Linked DNA regions of Sus scrofa: regions 1 and 2 are each linked to region 3. The links are chromatin contacts, called in public targeted proximity ligation maps. All regions are on one chromosome and are shown on one strand. The core of a region is the stretch at or near the end of the contact, and the rest is flanking DNA. Distances in the headings are between cores, read along the strand shown.

The links.
Region 1: a contact with region 3 is called in a targeted proximity ligation map of alveolar macrophages. A contact is called at or near these places in 3 of 47 Hi-C or Micro-C datasets (embryonic fibroblasts, fetal skeletal muscle and subcutaneous adipose tissue) and 1 of 2 datasets of targeted methods (alveolar macrophages).
Region 2: a contact with region 3 is called in a targeted proximity ligation map of alveolar macrophages. A contact is called at or near these places in 7 of 47 Hi-C or Micro-C datasets (brain, liver, omental adipose tissue and 2 more) and 2 of 2 datasets of targeted methods (alveolar macrophages and skeletal muscle).

What each region holds. Positions count from the first base shown.
Region 1 is chr5:88,506,421-88,510,968 of Sscrofa11.1, reverse strand. All of the region lies in intron 1 of TMCC3 (transmembrane and coiled-coil domains protein 3), which reads right to left. Among named protein-coding and RNA genes, the nearest start is that of TMCC3, 99 kb to the right of the region's middle.
Region 2 is chr5:89,627,473-89,631,875 of Sscrofa11.1, reverse strand. MRPL42 (39S ribosomal protein L42, mitochondrial) reads left to right here. Exons shown (of 6, transcript XM_013998085.2): 6 at 87-263. The coding sequence ends at 132. Among named protein-coding and RNA genes, the nearest start is that of MRPL42, 32 kb to the left of the region's middle.
Region 3 is chr5:89,070,633-89,075,304 of Sscrofa11.1, reverse strand. No RefSeq gene overlaps it. Among named protein-coding and RNA genes, the nearest start is that of PLXNC1, 17 kb to the right of the region's middle.

The DNA.
Region 1 (4,548 bases), core at 1,214-3,713, 560 kb after region 3:
TTTCACCTGTAATCTCATCATCAGGGCTTCGGGGTTCTTAAGGTGAGGAGAGAGTTCTTTTAACTCTGTACTGTAGAAAACTCTGAAAATATGAAATAAGAAAATGAATCATTCAGGAGTAATAGTTTGAGTATTTCTTTCTGGTTTTCTAAAATTCATACAATTATCCTTTTTGTTTTATATATTCTTTTTTACAGTTTTTATTATAGTTGATTGACAATGTTCTGTCAATTTCTGCTGTACAGTCTAGTGACCCAGTGACACATGTATATACATTCTTTTTTTCACATTATCCTCTATCATGTTCCATCACAAATGATTAGAGTTCCCCGTGCTATGCAGCAAGATGTTTTATATATATATATATATTTTTTTTTTTTGGTCTATTTGTTGTTTTAGGGCCGCACCTGTGGCACATGGAGGTTCCCAGGCTACAGGTCTAATCCGACCTGTAGCCGCCAGCCTACACCATAGCCACAGCAACACCAGATCCGAGCTGTGTCTTCAACCTACACCACAGCTCACAGCAACGCTGGATCCTTAACCTACTGAGTAAGGCCAGGGATCGAACCCGAAACCTCATGGTTCCCAGTTGGACTCATTTCCGCTGTGCCACGACAGGAACTCCCAAGACATTTTATCTATTCTAATGTCTATTCCAGGGACAGCTGCCACCTCTGGGCCCCTCTGCTTCCCCTACCCCATCCGCAGCCACTCCCTGAACTCTAGGGTCCAAGGAGGGTCGTGGCATCCGGGGTTGGCTATCCCCAAAAATATCAGAAAGTGTACTGTCATGTAGGGCTTTTCACATTTGTTCCAGTCTTCTATTTTTCACTTTTGGCTACACCTGCGACATGGGGAGGTTCCCAGGCCAGGTACAGAACCTGCACCATAGCAGTAACCTGAGCTGCTGTAGCGACAACACTGGATCCTTAAACGACTGTGCCACAAGGGAACTCCCTGTTACCAGTCTTTTAAATGCTATTTAAGATTTTTCTTTCTTTTTTTTTTTTTTGGCTCTACCAGCAGCACATGGGTTCCCAGGCTAGGGGCTGAATGGGAGCTGCAGCTGCAGGCCTACACCGCAGCCAGATCCGAGACACATCTGCGATCTGTAGCTTGTGGCAATGCCAGACCTTTAACCCACTGAGCAAGGGCAGAAATTGAACCCGTATCCTCACAGACACTATGTTGGGTTCTTAACCCACAGAGCCACAGTGGGAACTCCTTAAGTTTTTTTCTTGTGAAAAATGCCAAACATAAGTAAGGTGAAGAGAAGAATATAAAGAAACCCATATACCCTCACCTTTCTGATTTCATATTCTCCCATACATAGTGTGCGTGTTTGTGTGTGCTGGGAGCATTTTAAAGCAAATACCATATTTTAAGCACAGTTTTTACCTGTCCCTTGTCCTGAGGCTGCCTACAGAAGGGACAGACACTCAGAATACATATCAAGAGGACCAAGGAACAAAGGCTGTGTTGATGCCCCATGTCACGGCCGCACACTGCTTTTTTCTCATTGACCTGCATGAAAGCGAAAGCTTCCGACTAACTGCATGACAACACATTCCAAGCACACAAAGCCTTTGATCCCTGTGGAAAACTTAGAAGGAACCAGGCAATTTTCCAGAAGCACCAGACTCCAAACAGTAATAAGCTAGGTCAAATGGACACGTCTGCCTGATACCCAGTTATTTCAGCTGTCGCCCCTGTGGCTCCTTAATTTCCCTGCTTCATGCCATCGAGATGGTGGAAGGAGTCTTTTTCACTAACTGGAACTGCCTTTTCTTTTTCCTCAAGTGAACAAAAAGGGAATTTGAATCACAGGAGTCCCAAGGGCAAGTGAGAACACAGAGATTCTTGTGGGGCTCTGGGGCCAAGGGCCGAGCTCTCTGAACGCTGACCCAGTCAGGGATGGACACACAGACGTGCCTGAGACGTGCTCCAGCCCAGGGCCTGGAACACAGCCCGCAAGCATGAAATGAATCAGAACCAAGAGGCTGGAGGCCCAGTGGAATGAGCGCCGGGGCCTCGACCCCATTAGAACGCGTTTTCCAAATGCACCACCTCAACCCAAGAGCTCCTTTCCTTCTTCCACGAACCTTCTAGGTCTCCATCCTCGGTAGATTCATCTTCACGGCATCCAGGCAATTTCACACACGCGCCTCCTGCCGCAGCACACCCACCGCATCCCCGCGTCATGAACGCTCCTGGGAATTATTTTAAACAGCAGCGTGGTTTGTAGGGGTGTCTACAAATCCAAAGATGATTCTCTGCTCTATTCTCTTCCTTTTTTTTTCTGACATCCATCTGGGGTTTTTTGGGGGGGTGTCCAGGAAACTGCTCTTTTGCTTTATCTCCACCCCCTCTTGCCAAGAGGCATCCCCCTGCCTCTAGGAACTGGCACACGCTGCTGTCTCCACACACAATGCCCACGCCCCGCCTGGCCTATTCCTGCCCGTGTCTCAGGGCTCAGATTAAGCGTCATTTATTCTAGGAAGTCTCCCTTGACCCTCTGACGGCCCTAACTTCCAGGAATTCAAGGGGCAAGACACGCGTCACACTCTGTACACGGTGACTGTCTTATGATCTGTCCGGTCACCAGAATGCAAGCCGAAGCCACTCCTCTGAGCCTCAGCAGCGGGGGCTCTTGTCTGCCGGGAGCCTCCCTGTCCTCATCTGCAGGGGGGACCCGCAGTCCCTCCCGTCCAAGAGGATGCAGGAAGGGCACGGGAGGCAGACTCGCGGGTTCAGGGGACAGCACAAAGGGCTCTAAGAATGTTAATAATGTCACTACTGATGATACATCTGCTACCCAGTTCTAAGGGATAGAAAGCAGTCCCATCGTTTTTTCATTTTTTATTTATTTATTTTTTTTTCCTAGGGCCGCTTCCCGCGGCATATGGAGGTTTGCAGGCTAGGGGTCCAATTGGAGCTGTAGCCGCCGGCCTACGCCACAGCCACAACAACTCAGGATCCGAGCCACATCTGAGACCTACACCACAGCTCACGTCAATGCCGGATCCTTAACCCACTGAGCAAGGCCAGGGATCAAACCCGCAACCTCATGGTTCCTAGTCGGATTCGTTAACCACTTCACCCCAACGGGAACTCCAGTTCCATCATTTTAACCTTTTGAGGATCACAGACAAGGAGAGCTAACTTCACGGAATGTTTATGCCCTTTCTCATTGTATCCTCATATAAATGAGTGGGGTAAGATCTAGCATTATTCTTCTTTTCCTGGGGCCACCCTGCTTTATTTTGTTTATTTATTTATTTAGTCTTTTTTTTGGGTCGCACCCATGGCATATGAGGTTCCAGCTAGGGGTGAAATTGGAGCTATACCTGCCAGCCTATGCCAGAGCCGCAGCAATGCCAGATCCGAGCCGAGTCTGCGACCTACACCACAGGTCATAGCAGCACCAGATCCTTAACCCACTGAGGGAGGCCAGGGATCAAACCTGCGTCCTCACGGATGCTAGTCAGATTCGTTTCTGCTGAGCCACGGTGGGAACTCCCAGCCTGCTTCTTTAGCACGTGAGGCTAAGAACCCTCCTCACAAAATGCTCATACCTCTTTTATGAAAACCATTTCCAAAAACACAGTGCATACAATTTCCAGACGTGCACGGATCCCCTGAAGTCCATGTTCTCTGGGCCCCCCCTTCAAGGCCCCGCATGCAGAAAAGTGAATTACACAGCAAAGTTCAAAGACTTATACACCCTGCAGGCCTGGGAGGCTATGAGAGTAAACAGCATCAGCAAGCATTCTCGAGCTGGGAAACAAGTTGCAAATCCTAAAAGCTCAGCAGACGTGGTTGCCTTGGCAAGTCAGGTCACTGCGACGACTGAAGACTCTTGGCCCCGGCGTGAGCGGCGTGAGCGGCGTGAGGACCGCACTCTGATGAATCAGGTGCTGGAAGAAGCTGATGGTCCCAGCTGTCAAACTCCAGCCACCAGCAGCAACAGCCAGACACAAGAGTCTCCGAAGACACTCACTGGTGGATGTGATCCACAGACTGGAAAAGCAACTGCGAAACAGAACAGAAGAGGCTGCAAGGCATCCAAGTGGGAGCAGGAATGAGAGTTTGTCTAACCATCTGGCTTTGGCCTGTCCTAATCTCAGAACGGCTTTGGAAACTGTGAGGCGTCACCGTGGGTGTGAGAAGTGTGTGTGTGTCTCACATTGAGGGAGGGTGAGAGACAGCAGCCCGGTCACCAGGCCTGGTGAAACCCACCCCTCTGCAGAAAGATCCTGCGGACCGTGTCGCAAGCCAAAATAGCAATTAAATTGAGAAAGCAAACTCGTGGGCCAGACTGCATTTTTTTTTTTTTTTTCAGTGTGGCATCATGTGGGCAAAGCCTCCCAGACCACCTGGGAATGGACGGAAACGAGCCAACATGGTTGCCATGGTGAAGGCTCCCGGAACCACGGAACAAAGGCTTAGAGAGTGTGTGGCATCGGGAAAAGCAGCCTGCTGGGGAGTGAGAGGTGCGACGGTCCTTAAGAGACAACAGAGGAGAGAGATCCGCTCAGCAGAGAT
Region 2 (4,403 bases), core at 1,461-3,960, 560 kb before region 3:
ATAGCAAGCTAGAAATTTGATATTTCTATCAGGAGCAGTTAATTTTTATAAAATAATCTTATCTTAAATATTTTCTTCTTTTCAAGGTATCATAGACGTCGTAGGAAGCCAAATCCTCCAAAAGACAGATGATACTGAGATTTTCAGAAATCAGAGAGAAATGTTATCCTGCATCTCATTTGCCATTTGAGAAAATACAGTTGGGTATATTCACCAATATGTTATATAGTAAAATAATTAAAAGATCTTATCATATATTAGAATGTGTATTTCTTTATATATAGTAAGTAATTCTGGATTTGACATTCTTATTTACAGAAGCCTATTTTATCATTTTTTACGTTTTGTTTGTTTGTTTGCTTTTTTAATGCTGGACCCGCCACATATGGGCATTCCCACACTAGGGGTCGAATTGAAGCTACAGCTGCTGGCCTATACCACAGCCCCAGCAACACGGGATCTGTGCCTTGTCAGTGACCTACACCACAGCTCCCGGCAACGCCAGATCGCCAACCCACTGATTGAGGCCAGGGATCGAACCTGCATCCTCATGGATACTAGTCACATTCGTTTCCGTTGTGCCACAACAGGAACTCCCCATTTTTTCCTTTAGAGTTATTAAAGTCTACTGTTTATTTTTATGTGTCTAGTATGACTAAGTACCTTTACATTATCAGCCAAATATTGTTAACAGTGTAAATACTCTTAGTAAAAATGTGCATGATCCCCCTGAAGGCAATTTTTAAATTACCTTTGAAAAGAAACTCATGAGGTCCACACAGAAAAGAGATGTTATAATGTTTCCTTTTTTTGTGGATCTGGGAAATAGTTACATTTTAATCAGTTTCTATTCTCTACCAGCTCCTTTATATACATTATTATTAAATTCTGTCAATAATCCTTTGAAGAAAGCAGTCATCCCCATTTTACAGTTAAGGCTAAGTGACTTGAGCCCTACTTACATAGCAGGTGAAAGAGCCAGGATCTGAACTGTCAGGCTCCAGAGCTTGTCTATGACATATCGCTATGACATGTAGTGTTTTCTTTCACCCAAGAATGTACTTTCCTAGAAAGAATATTGTATTATTCACTTCGAGATTTTTTTTTCCTGTCTCAAAAATTATGCTAGCTTTAGAACACATGAATCTCTGTGATTAAGACATTAATACTACTAAACTAGTCTTACAAGAATGTTAATAGTCTGTTCTGTTGATTATCATTACCAGCTTATGTTTGACCCGTAAAAGCATTGCTGTCTCTGTGATTTCTAATATTTAGGAGTTGAGGAGTCTTTTAAGAAAGTGAAAAGCTGCTTTACATACTTGTACGGTATTTGCGATGTTTTAAAATTTGACTTGAAAAATGATTGCACATTCAAAGTCTATGCTTAATCTTGTTCTTTTAATAAAGGAACGCTAGCCGAAGGTTCAGGTGATCAGTAAAATGAAAGAAATAGTGAATAGGAAAGAGTAAGAGGAATGTTAACAATGGCTGCCCTCTGTTACTGAAAGAAAGTGTTTTTAAGTGGTTTATACTTTTTTCTTTAATAACTTATTAATTTGTTGGGAAAGATCAAAGGAAAAACAAGTCCATAGAATTTGATAATCAGGAGTTCACTGGTGGCCTAGCAGTTAAGGACTCAGTGTTTTCACTGCCGCAGCTTGGGTTAACTGTTTTGGGTTTGATCTCTGGCCCAGGAACTTCTGCATGCTGCATGTGTGGCCAGAAAAAAAAAAAAAAAAAAAAAAAAAAAAAAAGATCCAAAACACCACACAAAAAAGTATTTGAGGGAGTTCTTTAGTGGCTCAGTGGGTTAAGGATCCGTTGTTGCCGTGAGCTGTAGTGTAGGTTGCAGACACGCCTCGGATCCTGTGTGGCTGTGGCTGTGGCGTAGGCTGGCAGCTGCAGCTCCACTTCAACTCCTAGCCTGGGTATTTCCATGTGCTGCAGGTGTGGCCCTAAAAAAAAAGCCAAGCATTTGTTAATCAGAAATATTAACCAGCTATGTTTGAAAATGGATATTTTTTTTTCAGATTGATTTACATCCACAAATTTTTACAAAGATTGAGGTAAGCCATGTTATAAAAAGTAGGAAATAGAGTTCTCTGGTGGCATAGCAGGTTAAGGATGTGCCATTGTTACTGCTGTGGTGTGGATTCAGTCCCTGCTTCAGGAACTTCTGCTGCTGGGCGAGGCCAAAAAGAAAAAATTTATTTAAAAAAATAGAAAGAATCAGTGTTCCCATCGTGGCTCAGTGGTTAACAAATCCAACTAGGAACCATAACGTTGCGGGTTTGGTCCCCGGCCTTGCTCCAGTGGGTTAAGGATCCGGCGTTGCCGTGAGCTGTGGTGTAGGTCGCAGACACGGCTCGGATCCTGCGTTGCTGTGACTGTGGTTTAGGCCGGCTGCTACAGCCCCAATTGGACCCCTAGCCTGGGAACCTCCATGTGCTGTAGGTATGGCCCTAAAAAAGACACACACAAAAAGGAAGAGTAAAAGCTAAATTAATGAACAGATTTTCTTCTAAGTACAAAGATCTACTAAATAGAAATTGTTCAATTCTAAGATGGCCAAACCACACAGATTCATATGTTAGTGCTTTGGAGAATTAATTTAGTTTTTGTTGTGCTGGAAATATAGTACATTGCAGTTAACACTGTATATATAGTTCCTGGAATTTTGGTTTTCATGAGTTGCTAAATAAGTACATATTTCATCACCACCGCTTCCTCTCTGCTTCTCTCATTTCCCACCCCAGAGGACTAATCTATTATCCACCATCGCTAACATTTTATGAAAGATCCACTTGTTTGTCTTTCTAGAAGTTTGAAAAGTACGTAAAGTGTGATGGTTCTTAACATGGAATAAATTTAGCTTCATGGAAATCTTACTACCCAGTTCTTATTCTCATATTTCCTTCCCTTGGTGAGGTGGGTTAACACTCCTGAAATTGATAAAAAGCATTGTGGGCAAAACCACCAGAGGGCACTCTCACAAAGGGTTCATTTTGAACATCCCTCAGCCCAAGATGGTGACTTTTAATGTGCTTAATTTAGCAGACAGTATTTGAATATCCTTTGTGTGTGTGAGTCTGTCTGTCTGTCTTTTTAGGGCCACATGGGATCTGAGCGGTGTCTGCAACCTACACCACGACTCATGGCACTTAACTACTCCTTAACCCACTGAGGCAGGCCAGGGATCAAACCCGAATCCTCCTGGCTACTAGTTGGGTTCGTTACCACTGAGCCACAACGGAACTCCAGTATTTGGATATTCTTTAGGTAAGAATGACTAGTAAATGATGGTAGTGAAATTAAGTGAGGCCATTATTCATTCTGTTGATCTCATCATTAAGCATTTATTGAACCCCTACTACAGTTGAAGAGGCGGCATGCCTTTTGCCAGGCCAGTAACAAAAAATGGGCCCTTAAGGAGCATAATATCTACTTAACTAGTATCTACTGAACTTCTTAGTTTTTCTAATGGCATCACTTTTTAACTATGAATGTGATGCATCATTATTTTTTTAAATTAGAGATTAAATAAATAGAAAATAAAATTACTTCTAATTGTCCTGCCTAAAGATAGACCTAACATTTTAACTACCCTTCTTCTCTGTTATTTTGCTGCATAAATATATTTCAAAAATAAAAATTGGGGAGTTCCCTGCTGGCATAGGAGGTTAAGGATCAAGTGTTGTCCCTGCTGTAGATCCAGTTCAATCCCTTTCCCAGGAACTTCTGCATACAGCAGGTGTGACCAAAAAGAAGAAACAAAGTAAGAATTGTATTTGTCATGCCTGTTGTTTTGCTTATTTCTTTTCTTTTGGCCATGCCATACAGAAGTTCCTGGGCCAGAGGTTGAACCCGCACTACAAAAGTGACCTGAGCCAAAGCAGTAGCAACCCTGGATCCTTAACCAGCCAGGCTACCAGGGAACTCCAGCGCATGTTGTTTTATAACTTTTTCACTTAATATGGAGTTTTTTTTGCCATATCAGTAAATAACACTTATTTAGTAGATGCATATAATTTTGTAATCTGAATTGTCATAATTAACTCCCTGTTATTGGACATAGTCATTGTTTCTCTTTGTTCCCTGTTAGAAGGAACACTGTTGTTGGAGTTCGCTTTGTGGCTCAGTGGGCTAAGAACCCAGCTAAGAATCCATGAGGCCTGTAGTTTTCTCTTCTTGTAGTGTTTTTGTCCGGTTTTGATATTAATACTGGCATTGGTAATGCTGGCACATCGAATTAGGAGTGTTCCTTCTGCTCTCTCCTCTGAAAGGGATTGTGGAGAATTGATATTATTTCTTCCTTAACTGTTTGGTAGAATCTACTAGTGAATCATCTAGGCCTAGTGCTTTATTTTTTTTTATTTTTTATTTTTTTTTTGCTTTTTAGG
Region 3 (4,672 bases), core at 1,490-3,989:
TGAGACTCCTAGAACGATGGGCCGGGAATCAGGACACTCACGTTCTGATTTTCCCACACAGCCGCCTCCCTATTCTGTAAAATAGAGCGATAAGAGGTTTGCCCTACTTTGATTAGTTTCAAGCATGAGAGATTCTGTGAAAGAATTTTGAAAAGTCATCTGTGTATGTGTGGTGGGAGGGACCCAGAGGCTAGCGGTCAGGCCCCACGTGCAAACAGGCCTGGGGTTCAGTCCCCTGGCGGCATTTCCACATGGCTTCTCATGGCCAGCTCGCTCCATCACACCATGCTAAAAACGGGCAGAGAGTGGGTGGAGCTCAAAATACTTTAACTAGAGTGTAATTGTGTGGGCAGCTTCTACTTTAGCTAGGTAATTCTGGACAAATAGAAGCTCGCCTGCAAGCAGCTATATTTGTTTCCAAAATAGCTGGTGAGAGCCCCTAGGAATTTTGGACATTCATTTCAGTCTTATCTTTTTGAGACCTGCAGGCCACGGGATTAGAAAGCTCTAGACATGAATCAGGAGGCAGACGAGTTGTTTCTTCCTAACCTCAGAGCTAATCCTCAGGGTAAACCCTGTTCGGGGATTTTAGGGTGCTGTTGATTACCCCAAACTTTGAGGTTTCGGCATTACTTCCTGCCTCCTCAGGAAGCCTCAGAAAGGAAGCGTTTCTTAGTAAAAGGGTGATGGACCCTCAAATTCGATCCTTCCCTCCACTTTCACACCCCAGCTGCTGCCAGGGGAGCCTCCCCTTTCATCTTCACCCTTCTCTTTGTAAACTTGATCAAAATGAGGAAGTATATGGTGATGGAGGGCTGGTCGAAAATTCTCTGGAGGTGGGACTCACAAATCCTAGAGGCTCCTGAGAGAAGCTGTTAAGAGGACACGGTGTTAGATTACAATTTGGGGTGTGTGTGTGTATGTGTGTGTGTGTGTGTGCAGGGTCACTCTTCTAAGTGCTGGCTTGCTTTTGAGAGGCAAGTATCTTGTAGACCAAATGCATGCCATGCTGGCCGCAACCTCCAGCAGCCAGAACCCTGATACATTCATTTATTCCATTTGCACCCAAGGGGTACGCGGATACATTCATTCACTCACCGAGCGTCTAGTCTATGCTGAGCATTCTTCTAGGAGCTGAGGATAATGGGTGACGTAACCAATTCCAGCACTCAGGGAATGCACAGTCTCGTGGTGGAGACACCCATAGATGGGTCAAAAGAGAATGACGCGTGCAATTACACACCATATCCAATGCTCTAAAGGGAAAGAGGGGTGATATGAGGGAGGCTGCTCTAGTCTGTGAGTGAGAGAAGGCACGTCTGAGCAGAGGCCGTGACCTGGAAGTCTAAGGAGGCGTCTGCCACGGGATGAGTTGGCGACACTTGTTCCAGGCAGCAAGGACAGTAATACAGAGGCTGTGAACTGAAAACCTCTAGGGTAGGAGTTTCTGCCCTTCTCCCCCCCCCCCCGCCCCAGTTTTTCAGGTGTTTCTTCATCCTGGCTCCTTCGTAGTTTCTAGTAGCAACGCATGAGAGGCGCTGAGAACCATTCCTGGCTCGTGCAAGAACCAATACTTACTATACGCAGATGCTCCTCTCAGTGTGTTGTGTGCATTCACACGTGTAACCCACGTAACAGCCCATGGCGGAGATGCTGTCCATGTCTCCATGTTATAGAGGAGGAAGCTACACTGGGCAGTGGAATTACAGTCACTATTAATATTAAAATTGGTAATTTATTCAACAATGGCATACCAAGCATTGTCAGGTTCTTGGCAGGTGCACTTTGTCCATTTCTGACTTGTTCGCTGTCCATTTAGACCCTTTTTAAATTCCATTCCTCAAGTTATTGGTGGTGGAAGATCTTTTGACACTGCTGATCAGGTTTTACAGACACATCATTCACTCTCTCCTCCCTTTAATTACATTCAATTCAGTAAATGTTCATTGAGAAACTAATAATTGTCCAGCAAGACCCTCGAGGTGCCGAGACCAAATCCAGACATTCAAAATTCGAAAGAAAGAAATGCACCCAAATAGCTATACTAGGATAGGATTTATGCTCTGTTTATCTTGTAATTGCAATACCAATACAAATGAAGAAGTGACTCATTCGTGGCTGCTGACTGGGAAAAATATGAACTACATTCAAGTAGACAGCTACTCAGCAGATATGTTCTTTAGGCTACCTTTTTGTTTTTTAAATAATGTGTGTCATTGGTCAAAGCCTTTTCAATGTGACACTCTAACAACTCTGTATTTTGGAATTTGTTGTCCTCATAAATCTGATTCTTTTGAGAATGGATTTATTTATTTATATTTATTTATTTATTCATTTTTGGCCGTGCCCATGGCATGTGGAAGTTCCTGGGTCAGGGATTGAACCCATGCTGCAGCAGTGACCTGAGCCACAGCGGCAATAACATCGGTTCCTTAACCCACTGAGCCACTAAGGAACTCCCATTACCTGTTGTTTAGATATTGATTTACCATCAAACAGATTTTTACCTTTTTAAAAACAATTTATAGGCGTGGAAACTAATCTGTGAAGACATACCCTCTAAATGACACGGTAATTGTTGAAGGAGAATTGGTACCTCGCGTGCTTAGTTCTAAATAAGTAGAGAAGAAACTTCATTTTTGCAAAGATAAAATAGCGATCCACCCTTCCCAACAGTGTTAGGACACTTCCCTTTGCCCTCCTTCCTTCTTTTCTCGTTTAGGTAAGGACTTAAAATAAACAAGAAAGGGGAACTGGGCTCCAGCCCCTGGCCAACTGGTCTGGTCAGTTATGATCACAATTTTGTATTTGTTAAAAAAAAAGGAAAAGAAAAATTATAAGTTTCTCATTTGCATTTTAATGGGCACCAAATTCCCCTTTCAGAGGGCTGTGGCCTTGTCCCTTATCCATTTTCAAAGAGTGACTTCATGCAGTGAGCAATCTAACTGCTTCTCTAGGCTGAGAGCATGAATTTCTGCTTCCTGAACCATTGCCTATATCTGCGATGTCCACATCCGATGAGGCAAGAATACCGCAAGAGGCTGTAAAGCATCCAGCAGCTACTACATCAGCAGAAAATACAAGAGCAGTGTTAGTGAGCCACATTCCAAGGAAAGTCAATGGCAGTGCACTGAATAAAGATCTTTTCCAACGAGCGTCCTCAAAGGGTCCTTTCTCCTTGTTGTTGAATCTCTCTAAGAACCTCACTTTTTAAGGAGCAGAATAGAAACTGTAATTTCATTAGCTGACGAGGGAAATGCCATCCTAGACCTGTGTCCGTCAACAGCAGGCAAACACACGCTGACTCTGGTTCTCAACTTGGTCACCATGTGGCTGAGGGACCTCAGAACAGCAGCTTTTAACTGGGGGCCTGTGAACTTGGATGGTAAAACAAAATGATATCTTTATTTTCTCAAATTGAAATTTAGCATTTTCTTCTCTTATGAATGTGGGCAACGAATGAGAATAGTAACAGTAGCACCTGTGACTTTGTCAACAAGAGACATGGCAGATCTTTTCACATCCCTCGACAATTGTCGCTGATGCCTTGATTCATGCTTAGCCTTACTTCACATCACAATTAAACCTTAGCGGTGCTGCTCAGTCTTGTTATTTATAATGTTATTTAAAAACCACATGTGGGAAAAAAAAAAAAAAACACACATGTGGGAGTTCCCATTGTGGCTCAGCCATCGGTAATAAACCCAACTAGTATCCAGAAGGACCCAGGTCGGATCCCTGGCCTCACTCAGTGGGTTCTGGATCCGGCATTGCTGTGAGCTGTGGTGTAGGTCAAAGACACAGCTCACATCCCGCATTGCTGTGGCTGTGGTGTAGGTAGAGGTACCGCTCCGATTGGACCTCTAGCTTGGGAATTTCCATATACCATAAAAAAAAAGAAAAAGAAAAGGAAAAAAGAAAGAAAAAGAAAAAAAAATCGTATGTTTTACCATGTCATGATTTTATTATTTTGTAACTGTATTTCAACATAGTTGGCTTCCTTTGCAGTTGTATGTATTTTTCTTCAATTTTTTTAAAAAAGTTTTTCATTTGAAAATATTTGAAGAAGAGTCAACAGACTTTGCTAGCTTGTCACAGTCCATGTGCTTGCTCTCTACCCCCAATCCCCACACGAATGTTAAAATCCTTCAGGAGACTCTCAGTATTGCCCTCGTTGCCTTAGGTGATTTCAGCATTTTGTCCCATTGCAAAAACACAGCTTCCCTGCAGCGAGGGGCCTGTAAAAGGAAGCATTTAGTGCATTCCCCATGCCTTTGACTTGGTTTTAGTTACTTCTTTTCCAATAACACACCTTAACAAAAACCTCACGTGAGGTACAGTTGTGACACACGGCCTCATTTGATCTTCAAATCGCGGGTTAAAACTGTGCGAGCTTTCAGCTATTCAAGAGCTGACTATCTGAGCTGTGAATGAACAAGGTCTGCCTTTCTTCCTCGTTGCCTCTTTGGCTATTTACCGTGTGGTTCTTTTACTGTGGGTCACAGGTGCTCCGATAGATAGGCAGGGCACTGAGGGGAAATTACACTCAAATCTGGCCATTTTTCCACATCCCTAAGAAGGCGTGAATGGGCCTCGGGTGCGAGCATTGATGAAATTAAGATTTGGGATTACCTGTGGATTTTAATTACTGTGCCCTCCCTGGCCCAGTGTG